Linked DNA regions of Rattus norvegicus: region 1 is linked to region 2. A link is a contact called in public Hi-C data. All regions are on one chromosome and are shown on one strand. The core of a region is the stretch at or near the end of the contact, and the rest is flanking DNA. Distances in the headings are between cores, read along the strand shown.

Evidence for each region. A called contact is a pair of places that touch in the nucleus more often than the background predicts.
Region 1: a Hi-C map of frontal cortex shows a contact between it and region 2, with 2.3 times the contacts expected there. The contact joins the promoter of Ppargc1b here to the promoter of Hmgxb3 in region 2. A contact is called at or near these places in 3 of 12 Hi-C or Micro-C datasets (frontal cortex, hepatocytes and mammary epithelial cells).

Annotation. Positions count from the first base shown.
Region 1 is chr18:57,129,638-57,135,268 of GRCr8, forward strand. It overlaps Ppargc1b (PPARG coactivator 1 beta), which reads right to left and starts at 1,829. Exons shown (of 12, transcript NM_176075.3): 1 at 1,719-1,829. The coding sequence starts at 1,796.
Region 2 is chr18:56,905,358-56,911,006 of GRCr8, forward strand. Hmgxb3 (HMG-box containing 3) reads right to left here and starts at 3,062. Exons shown (of 20, transcript NM_001427262.1): 1 at 2,635-3,062.

The DNA.
Region 1 (5,631 bases), core at 579-3,078, 220 kb after region 2:
CCAGCGACGCTGCTGGGAGCTCCACTGCAGTTTCGTCAGAGGTAAAGGTACGCGCCTGGCGCGCGCGGCGTGTGCACACGCTCAGGGGACACACACACACACACACACACACACACACACACACACCCGCGCACAGCCCGCTCATGCTCATTAACAACCCCTCCCGACCTGAAGAAGCGCGACCACTCGCCACCAGCCCCTTGGGCCTCTGCTATGTATGAACCCACCCGAGCGCGCCAGCCACACACCACGCGGCCCCGCGGCTCCCGGACGCCACGGCGTTTGTATAGAGCTACGGACCGCCGTCTCCCGCGCGTGGCGGGCTTCCTCTCGGCGACACCCCGCCACGACGCCTGTCCTAGTCGCCAGCCTGAAGTCGCTACCAGGAGTCTTCCCGGAGCAGAACGTCTCGGCCGTGGCGTCCCCATTCCAAGTCGCGTCTCACTGCAAGGAGTCAGCTTGCAAGCCTCTCCCCGCCCACCCGGTCCCATGACAGCTGCTACCGCCCAAAGACTGGTAGATTCTAACCAGAAGCAAAGTTTCCCTCTCTCCTCCCACCTCCCGCCCCCCCTTCCCCTCCCTCCCAGTGTTATGCAAAACGGGCCGGCACAAACGCTTCCACACCAGGTACTCAGCCGGTCCCCGCGAGTCCCGCGGGTTTCCGCCTTGCAGCCCCTCTTCGTACCCAGGCGTGTCCCCTCATCCGGGGTCTCCTCCCAGGCTCTGTCGCATTCCCAGCCTCTCGGGGACACACAGCCAGGAGCCAGGAGTAAAAGCCCTAACTCGGGAGCCAAACTTTAGGCTTGCAACAGGCATGGGCTGGGGGAAACCGAGGAAGAGGTGGGGGCCCCCACGCCGCGTGCACACATTTCCCCGCAACTGCTTGTCCCAGCAGCAAACCCCCATTTTAGTCTCCAAGACCGCAGCTTCCTCGTCCTCCCTCCCATACACCAGGGCACACTCCTGTCATGCGCTTGTAGCCGGTGAGGCTCCCAGTCTCAGCCAGAGCCCGGGACGCCGCCTCACCTTCCCTTCCCCCTGCATCGTGGAGCGCGCGCCGGGGCCGCGCGCCGCAGGGGGACCCAGGCACCCCCGAGATAGTCCTTCCGCCCGGATCCTGCCTTGCTCTTTCCTAGCGGGTCTCCTCCGGATAGTGAGAGCTGGAAGACGCAATCTCCGCCCGCATGTCCACGTGCCCCGCCGACCCCTATCCCCCTAGCCAGCAACTGACAGGAAACTCTGCGCTGCCAGAGCAGGTGGGGGGCTACGGGGTACCCGATGCTGGAGAACGAGGGGACTCCAGGGCTATCGATCATCTCCCTTAGCCCCGCCACAAGTGCACGTGAAAGTACGGCAGCAAGTGCCGGGCGCCGAGGACGCGCCTACAAAACCCAGAGCCAGCCTTTAGGGATCCCCCGACCCTGGCTGGATTCTACCTGCCAGAGGAATCGTAGTACCCCTCAACTTTGCCGGTGGGGGACAGTAGACTCTAGGTGGCCCTAGCTGTATCCCCCAATGCTACAGCATGCGCCGGCGACCTGCAGCTTGCTACGACTGTAACGGAGCGCAGGGCAAGGCACGTGGAAGGGGGGGCTCTGCAGCCTGAACCCCCCGATCGCCCCGGTGCGCCCACCGCTGCACTCCTTCCTCTGCAGCTGCGGCTGCAGCCCCGCGGCTCTGCACCCTAGTCCCTGGCCTGCGTTCCCAGCTGGCAGTACCTGCGTGTCAGAGAGATAGTTGAGGAAGAAGGACGAGAGCTCTTCATCCAGCAGCGCGCCGCAGTCGTTCCCCGCCATCTTCCAGCCGCGGCTGCAGCGTGCGGCGGAGTCAGCGCCGAGCCCGCCCGGGGGAGGGAGCGAGCGAGCGAGCCAGCGAGCGAGGAGGAGGGAGGAGGCAGCCGGGCGGGCGGGTGGAGGGCGGAGCTCGGGCCCCCGGCTGCGGCAGGCGGGCTGGCTGCGGGGGCGGGGCCGCGAGAGCCTGGGGTCGCACCCCCGCTTTTCCTGCTCAGAGTCTGGCGCGGCGACCAGGTCTCGCAGCCCCCCGCAGGGAAAAAAAGCGCCGGCAGCCAGGTGGCGGTGCCCGGGCCAGCAGCCTGGTGCCTGCGCAGCAATGCGGGCACCCCCTCCTTACTGCTAGAGCGAATCACGTTGCGTTAGCGCTGGGCGGGCCCTTGCCAGACAACCTGCTTCTACACAGCTGGGGAAACTGAGGCTCCAGGAGGCTTAGAACCGCGTTTGAAGCCGCAGTACTCCGCAACAGCAAAAGAGATATCTTCGGAGGCCTAAGTTCTCTCTCTACCCAGACTGCAAGGCCAGAGAGGGAGGGAGACTCGCACAGGTCAAAGGCGGCGGAGAAATCAGAGAAGGCTTCTCAGAGAGGGTGGCATTCCTGTTTTCTTTGAAGCAACCCCCCCATTTCCTATTAAGCCTAACATCTCTCTCCCCCAGGCCCAGCCAATAACCCCCGTTGAAAAAAATTTTCAATCATGTCTTTTACTGTAGCCCAGTGTCTAGAATTGGCTAAGCTTCTGTCAGCCTCCAGGGCCCATTGGTCTTCTCCGCTTTCTTAGTGTGAGCCTTCTGAAAAGGAGCTGCCATGCCAATCAGCTATTCTCCAAAGAATGGCATCTTTAGGGCATCCTTACCCACCAACCTTGTGAGTGCCATTTGTTGCTCTCCTACCTCAAGCCTATGCTACCCTTCCCTTAGAAGTGTTTCAGCCGCCCTAGTACCTTCGATTCAATGAAGACTTGATCTGAGTCAGTCTGTCCTTGCTAGAGTCTAAGATGCATGAAACCCGGCTTAAACTTCGCTTTGGCTATTTCTCCAGCTTACCGGAGGCGGTTAATAAATAGTGTGTTAACTGAAAAGGCTGGAAGGTTTTGCCTCCCCGCCACTACCACCACCACTACACACATGAGGGAGCTGAAGGTCAGGAGTGCACACCAGGAGAGGCCTGAACCAGAGCCAGGAAGCAAGCCTTCTGACTCCAACCTTGAACTCTCATCACTTCCCTGCTTGCCAGGCAGGCATCTAGGTGTGTGCACGGGGCGGGGGTTGGGGGGTAGGTAGGGCGGGAGGTTGGGGGTGTACTGGAGCTGAATAAAGGCTGGAAGGCAGGAAGACTCAGACCTGTTTATTGGGCACACCTGCCTCCCGCCCTGCTCCCACAGGGTACTGACAAGGGCTGCCCCACCCTGCCAGGGCGAGCAGGCTCCTTCCAGCAAGAAGAGGAAACAGTCCCAGCACACCTGCTCAGACTTGAGCCTCACAGAAGCAGCTTCCTTCTTCTCCAGTCTGAGGTTCCCAGAACCGCAGGGTGTGATTTCACTCTTTGGGCTTCAGGCCAGCACGCTTTTAAGGAACAGTGCTGCCAACAGAGAGAATGTACAGCTAGCCTCCGAGGAGTCCTGGGTTCTGGTCCAGCCCACACTGGCTCTTGTTCCAGCACTGGGCAGCTCAGTAATGTGACTGCCTGGTTTTGAACCCCAGCAAGTCGCCCAGTCTCAGGCCTTCACTTTCACATCTGTAGAAATGTCGATAGTAAAATCACTTACTCACAATGAGGTTATGAAGATAAAGAGATAAAATATGTAAAGTGCTTGGCACAGGGCCTGACCTTAGGGGGAGTGCTAAGCTCCTGGAGGAGAAAATACCCTTGTAGGAGTAGAAAATACCTTCCCTCCAACACTTAAACAAACATTGTGCTCCATTCAGGTCTGAATCCTAATGCCAACTTAACTGCGTGCTACTATTACCTAAAAGAAGAGTCTGCTGGCGTGATGATGCAGGCTGTAATCCTAACACTTGAGACATGGAGGGAGGAGGGTTAGGAGGCCAAGGTCATCCTTGGCTATATAAGGAGCTATAGGGGCTGGAGAGATGGTTCAGTGGTTAGGAGCACTGACTGCTCTTCCAGAGGTCCTGAGTTCAAATCCCAGCAACCACATGGTGGCTCACAACCATCTGTAATGAGATCTGATGCCCTCTTCTGGTGTGTCTGAAGATAACTATAGTGTACTATATACATAAGGAGCTATAGGCCAGTCTGGATTACATGAGATGCTGTCAATAATTAATAATAAAATAATAATAATAATAATAATAATAATAATAATAATAATAATAAGGCTGGGAACATTGTGCCCATCATGCATAAAATGGGATAAAATTTGGAATTGTGTCATGTATTGAAATCTCATCAGTGGGGAGGTAGAGACAGGAAGATCTGACATTCAAGGTCATCTTTGGCTACCCAGCATGTTTGAGCCCAGCCTAGGCTGCATGAGACCTTTGTCTTACAGAATCAAAACAACAACAATGACAAAAAGGTAAAAGCATCACTTGCTTAACCTCTCTGAACCTCAAAATGGGGACAGCGGCGGTATTATTCCACATAGGGTCCAATGAAACAATGTGTTCAAAATAAATTGCTTGGCTCTGGTCCAGCAGACAGGAAGCACCCATCCCCGTTGTTACCCTCCTCATTCTCACCAAGGATTTGAATGTTCCTAAGGCTGCTGCTGCTGCTGGATCAACTTGGATTCCTTTGGGATGGTCCCCATTTGGCTTGGCCCTTTGGTGTTGTTCCTGTTATAGTCCAAGGGATATACTGGATCCCCTCCCCAGCCAGCCGTCTCTGGCCATGGCCTTGCAGGATGACTGCACTGTTCAGAGGATCTGTTTGTTTTGAAAACTCTGGTGGTGGTGTTAGAAATACTACTGGCTGCCCAGCCTAGAGGACTTTATCACTGATCCTCTGATTAGGTTGGAGCTGACAAGTCATTTGAGGTGCTCCTTCCCCACCTGAGTCGAGCCTGCACCTTCATGAGCAGCAATCACATCAGGGGCCTCCTTGTGGGAGTGTGGAGTTCTTCCTTGAGAGAGCCCTCAAGTGCTTCGTGTGATAATTCATACCTGTAGCCCAGCGCTCAGAGGCTGGGGCAGGAGGGACCTCAGTGCAAGTTTGAGGCCACCCTAGGTTACCTAGCGAGTCCTTCTCTCAAAAAAACAAAACTTCTCAAGAGACGGAAGGTGGCAGAGCATCTCCTGCTGTTTGCTGGTCTTCTAGTCAATGAAAAGGCCACTGGGGAAGCTGTGCGGAGTCCCCTGACCCAAATGTACTGCCAGCTTCTATCAGACCAAGCCTCCCGCTTTTTCTGTGCTTCTGAGCCGTGATGCCGCTAATCCCTCAACAACCCTCAATGGGATGAATCACGCTATCCATTAGTACATCTCAAACAAGCTTAAAAGCAGTTAAAGCTGGAGATCTGGTTCAGTGGTGGAACGTTCGCCTGGCACACTCTGGGTTCTAGGCTAAATCCTCAGTACTCACTGCAGAAGGGGTTAAAGTGACTAGCTGCAGCCCAAGTCCTAGAGGTCCAGCTTAGGCCAAGCCTAGGCATATACCAGGTCCAAGCCATAGCCCCCTTGAAGGGAATAAGAAGCAGCCGGCTACCCAGAGGAAGCCAGAGCAGAGGCACATTTCTTCGTTTATAACTTTCACGGGAGGGGCAATAACGTTGCCAGACTTGGACTCCATGTGACTCCACCTCTTTCCTCCTAAGCCTTTTTATTGGCCTTGCCTCCCTTGAACATAGTGAAAGTGAGTGTGGTGCCTACCCAACCCAGC
Region 2 (5,649 bases), core at 1,812-4,311:
CTGCATGGCTAGCGGCTGTAGTGCAGACAGCACAGATCTGAACAGTACCCTTGCTGTTGTGTCTGGTAGGAGTATACCTGTAATTCCAGCACCTGGAGCAGAGACAGGAGGATCAGGAGTTCAAGGCCAAACCACAGGACATTAGAACTTGACTCAAAAGAAAACACCAAACCAAAGCCAAAAACCGAACAGTAACCCGACAAACCAACACAGTCCCTAGTGCCAGGTAGCTTTTCTTTTCTTTCTTTCTTTTTTTGTTTTTGGTGGGGGTCTAGGAAAAGACAGGCATAAAAATTTGAATTGTTCAAGAAGAGCTAATTATGGCCATGAACTAAATTGGAATTTCACCAACTCAATCCTTAGAGGGAGGAATTTTATGAGAAGGAAACACGACTGCTCTTTAGATCTATAGAACAAACACCAGGAGATAGAGTTGTGACAGTGAACTCAAACATTAACACACCGATAGGTAGGACAGAGCCCACACACAGCTCATTCAGACCTCAGAGATGGTAACGGACGAGCAAAAGGAGAAAGGGAAATCAGGAGACTTGGATACAAGCCCGAATTCTTACTAGCTGAACAGAGACGAGTGTATTTCCTACTGGTCTCATCTTTTTCTCTTAGGAGATGATGATGATGATACAGTGAGCCCAAGCTCTGAAGGTAAGAGCCCTACCCCCAGTTCTTCACAGGGGTTCTTGAAACCGTCCTTTCACATACACTAAGGGCATTCCCCCCTCCCCCCCCCCGTCCCCAAATGTGTGCATGCATGTGTATCCGTACATACATATGTGCATGTTTCAAAGAGGCATGGAAAGCCAGAGAGGTTCCCTGCTGCTCTTCCAGAGGACCCAGGTTCAGTTCCCAACACCCACAGGACCGCACACAGCGATTTGTAACTCCAGTTCTAGGGGATCTGATGACATCTTCTGGCCTTTGTGGGCATCCGGCACATGTGTGGTACACAGACATACATGCAAAACCACTCATACACATAAAATAAAATACTCTGTTTTAAAATGGGGGTGAAATATTGTGTTGTCTGAGTGCTGTAGAGGAGGGGTTTTAGTTTTCACACCTGTCAAAAGTATTTCTTTCGGTGCTAGCACCTGTTCAGCAAGTAACAGGGTGAGAGTTGGGATCCCTAGAGCCCACATGTATGTTGGGTGTGACAGCATATCTATAATAACAGTCCTGGAAAGTGGAGACAGGATCTTAAGAGGGGAGTCATGCTGCCCATCCCTGGTTTTGGTTGAGGGACCCTGCTTCAAAGGAGAGAGTTATCTAGTAAGATTCTGGACACAAAACTTGGGTCTCCACATGTTGCAAACTTCCATCTACAACGCATGAACATATATGCACACAGCACCCCCTCATACGTAGGAGGAAAACCCAAAAAACTACTGAGCCATTTCTACAGTCCCAGTCTTTAAATTAAAAAAAAAAATGTTCACTGGTGTTTTGCCTGCATAGCATGTCAGATCTCCTGGAAAAGGAGCTACAGACAGGTGTGAACTGCCATGTGCGTGCTGGGGACTGAGTCAGGGACCTCTAGAAGAGCAGTCAATGGTCTTAATTGCTGAGCCATCTTTCCAGTCCTCATCTTAAAGATATACACCAAGTTAAGAACATATATTCCTTAGGCATTTTATAGTTGTGTCGGCGCAAAGTTAACTTCTCTTCTGAAATTCTTCCCTAAAACCTTACAAAGAAAAAAAAGAGAGAAAAACTAAAAAACAATCTGCCAATCTGCTTCCCAACAGTCCTAGTGAAACCCAAGGAGACAGTCTACACTGTGGCTCTGTAAGTAACAGGCAAATTGGTAAGGGCAGCTGCACACCAAGAACATATGAGGCTCAACCGTTTTGCCCTATATATAACTGATATCCTGGCCCTTAAAAGCCTTGTGAAGAAAGCAGTGCGTCTGTAAAGAACAGAACATCATGTTTTAGCAGCCACAACTAGCCTATCTTGTTCGACTACAGTGCCCTACATCTGGGTCCAAGTTTGTGTTCAGAACCCGCCTCGTACAGCGAAGCAAAGAGTTACAGAAAAACATGAAGGTTAAAAACAGCTCTGTGAGTTGGGTGTGGTGGGGACTGCCTACAGTTCTAGGACTTAAGAGATGGAAGCTGGACAGAAATCAGTTGAAAGTTAACCTCACCTACGATAGTGAGTTTGAGGCCAGCCTGGGATGCATGAGACCCTGTCTCAAACACCAAAACAAGAAAATTAAAGAGAAGAGGGCCCTTTTGAGGACATAAGGTCTGACTCCTAATTTAGGTCCCACCGTTGAATAGCACTATTACAGATCCCTATACGGCCTTAAACGGGTTACTTTCCCTCTTTAAATATTTTTCTCATCTGTAGAATAGAAGGGCCACGCCTGGGATGAGACACTTCACCCTACCAAACCTTCCGTGCAACCTCAGATGATGGTTTCTACCTTCATCTCAGCCACGGACTACCTTCTTCTTCCCCTCTCTGGGCTGTCCCTAAGACAGAGACTAAAGGGAATGGTTCTCCGCGTGGCACGGGACAAACAGAAGCTGGAGAGGTAGCCGCAGCACCCCACACTCAGGTGCCTGTGCACCTCGGCCAGGCGGTTTGAGCCTAGAGGGCCGGACTTACCCGGAGGAGCTTGCGAGCCTCACGGCTCACATTCCCGGGGGTACCCGGCACCGGGGCTCGACAGGGGTGCTGATCGGTGCACTCGCGCTCCCCGCTGTAGGCGAGAGGCGGCTCCAAGCGTGACAGTGGTAAAGAGAAAGTGGAGGCGAGAGCTCGCGCACGCATCCCGGGGGCTGGAGGAGCCCCGGCCCCGCGGCCCCGCCCGGCGACACAAGGCGCGGAGTCGCCACAGTCCCTCTCGCTCCCTGTCCGAGTCGCGCTGCGGGGTCGTGAAGGGCGAGTGGAGGACCGAAGGTTCGCGAACAGGCTCGGCCGACGCCTGCCGAGGGCCCCGGGGGTCAGGCCCCGGGAAGCCCGAGTTAGGTAGCAAGGGCACACGAGTCTACGCGGCACCGGCGCGCTGGTGGCAGCGGCGACAGCACACCACTGATCGCCAGGGAGACCCGTCCCGGCGGCCCTCGCGGCGCACCGGAAGCGGCCGGCGCGCGTGATTGCGTGCGACCCTCGCGCAAGCGCAACCGACGGGTCCTCTGTTGGAACCCATTGGAGGTTTAGGAGCTGGAAGGGGCGGCGGGAGTGGGGGGGGGGGGTCGTTAAGGCGGACTGCTTCCGGCCAAACTTCCCAGAGCCGGAAGCTGGGGCTGCGGTGCGAAAGTAGGAGGCCACTTGGGCCAGGGCCGGGCCGGACAATCAGGTAACAGGGGCGGAGCTAGGCTGAGCTCGACCTCACCTTTCAGATCTTTCTCTTTCCTTCAGCTTGAGGTTGATATTTAGTGATGCACCATACTTCCCTCCTCACTCCAGTGAGCAGTCACAATAGTGACTTTCTGGAATGTAGAGCTCTGGGAACGTAGGACTGGACTGGATTAACATAATAGATTGTGCCACATTTAAACAAGTTTCTGCAAAACCGCTTGCAAATTTAGTGCCAGTCTTTCCCATACCCACCTACCACGGTCACCATCTTCTCGATCTACCATCATCTGCCTGACCTCATGCAGTTCTACCTCCACTCTGGTCTCTGCAGCTAACACAGCAGATTGATCTTTTTGCAAGGCTAAATCTAATCTGGTGTCTTGTCTTTGGGCCCGGTAATGTAGATCAGTGGTAGAGGGCTTCCCTAGCATGTATTTAGCCTTGGGTTCAATCTCCACGACAATCCCCCTAAACATAATGATTTGATCAAGACAAAAGATACTTGTCTCTTCATCTTCTCATGTCTCCTCTCAGTATCAGTAGTTTTCAAAACAAGTTCTAACATTCATGTATACACTGACAACATGACCCATTCCTACGCAGAGGGGTTTTATTGTAGATATGAGGGAGAACATTCAGAGCAGAGAAAGAGATAGACTGGATCTGGGTGAAAGAAGCGTCAGGTCCAAAGGAAGCTCCATTTCCCCAAATTCCAAAAGGCAAAGGATGCCTGCCGTTTAGGGTACTAAAGCACAGTATCACAAGTACCCGCTAATCGTTTCAGTCAGTGCTAGCCTCTTAACTTTAAAAAAAAAATTTTAATATGAGTAGGATGTCACTGCCTTCAGAAACACCAGAAGAGGGCATCTGATCCCATTACAGATGGTTGTAAACTACCATGTAGTTGCTGGGAATTGAACTCAGGACCTCTGGAAGTGCAGTCAGTGAACCATCTGAACCATCCCTCCAGCCTCCTAATTCTTATCACCTCCTCCCTTACCCTAAACCCCCTCCAACTCAGAGGCTCCCTACTCCCTTTACTCCTCCTTATAGCCCTGCTATTTTCAATGTGCTTGCTCTCCCTCCCTCCAATCTCTCTACTCTGCCCCCTAGTCTCTCATGGGCCTGGTCTAATCTGATGGTCAAGTTCAGTCTACTACTTCCTTTCTGCTCTGGACTCTTCAAGATGCCTCTGGCGCTTCTCTTTCTTATTACTACAATAAAAGCCTTCTCCTCAACAGAGTGCTGATTATGTTGTCAGTTTATACAAAAGCAGGAGCAGAATACACACACACACACACACACACACACACACACACACACATACACACACACACACACACACACACGCAGAGGCAGAGGGAGGAAGGGAGAAAGAGAGGAGAGAGAGAGAGAGAGAGAGAGAGAGAGAGAGAGAGAGAGAGAGACTCCTGCAAAACTAGCAGGGTTATAAGGAGAATGAGTACCTGGGAGTAGGGAAGCCCTTAAGTTGGAGGGAGTTTAGGAAGCAAGGGAAGAGGTGAGAGGTTTAGCAGGATTTTGAAATGTTAACAAGCGTTTGTGACACTGAGGGAGCCTGAAGGCCAGCATCAGCTTTAATATGCTAATAGGCACCACAGGTAGCCATTTGTCCCCTCTGCTAGTGATAAGAGAGAAGGCTTTCTTTTTTTTTTTTTTTTTTTGGTAGGAAGAGACTGGCTTCACAAGTTCCTGAGAAATGCTGGCTTTTATCTTTCTACCAGAAACCCTCCTAAAGTACAGATTGAGCCCATTTCTGGATCTCTGGACTGCATTTTGAGTTTTGGAAATGGGAGTTTCCTTTGGACCTAACAATTTGGAGTGTTTACATTCATCCTGCTACAAGGAAGCTCTATTAATCGTATGAAGTACTTCCCATCATCTTAACTTTCTTCATAGCACTTACTACACTCTGTGATTGCCTATTTATCTGTTAATTAACAGATAAATTCCCTCCATTTTATATTCCCTGGGGTGTATAACTCAACTCCATTGTTTATCACTTTATCCTTACTGCTCAGAACCTATAAACGTTCATTAAGTGAATGTGTGACACCCAAAACATCCTCCCACAGTGGAAATCCTTTCCAGATAGATGGTGAGAGAATTCGAAGTTCTCATTTTAGCTGAGTTTTTTCTGTTTTTTTTTTTTTTTTTTTTTTGGAGCTGAGGACCGAACCCAGGGCCTTGCGTTTGCTAGGCAAGCGCTCTACCACTGAGCTAAATCCCCAACCCTTAGCTGAGTTTTGAGCAGGGCAATGGCATGCCAGAAGGATCAGTGATCTGAGTTAAGAAATCTTT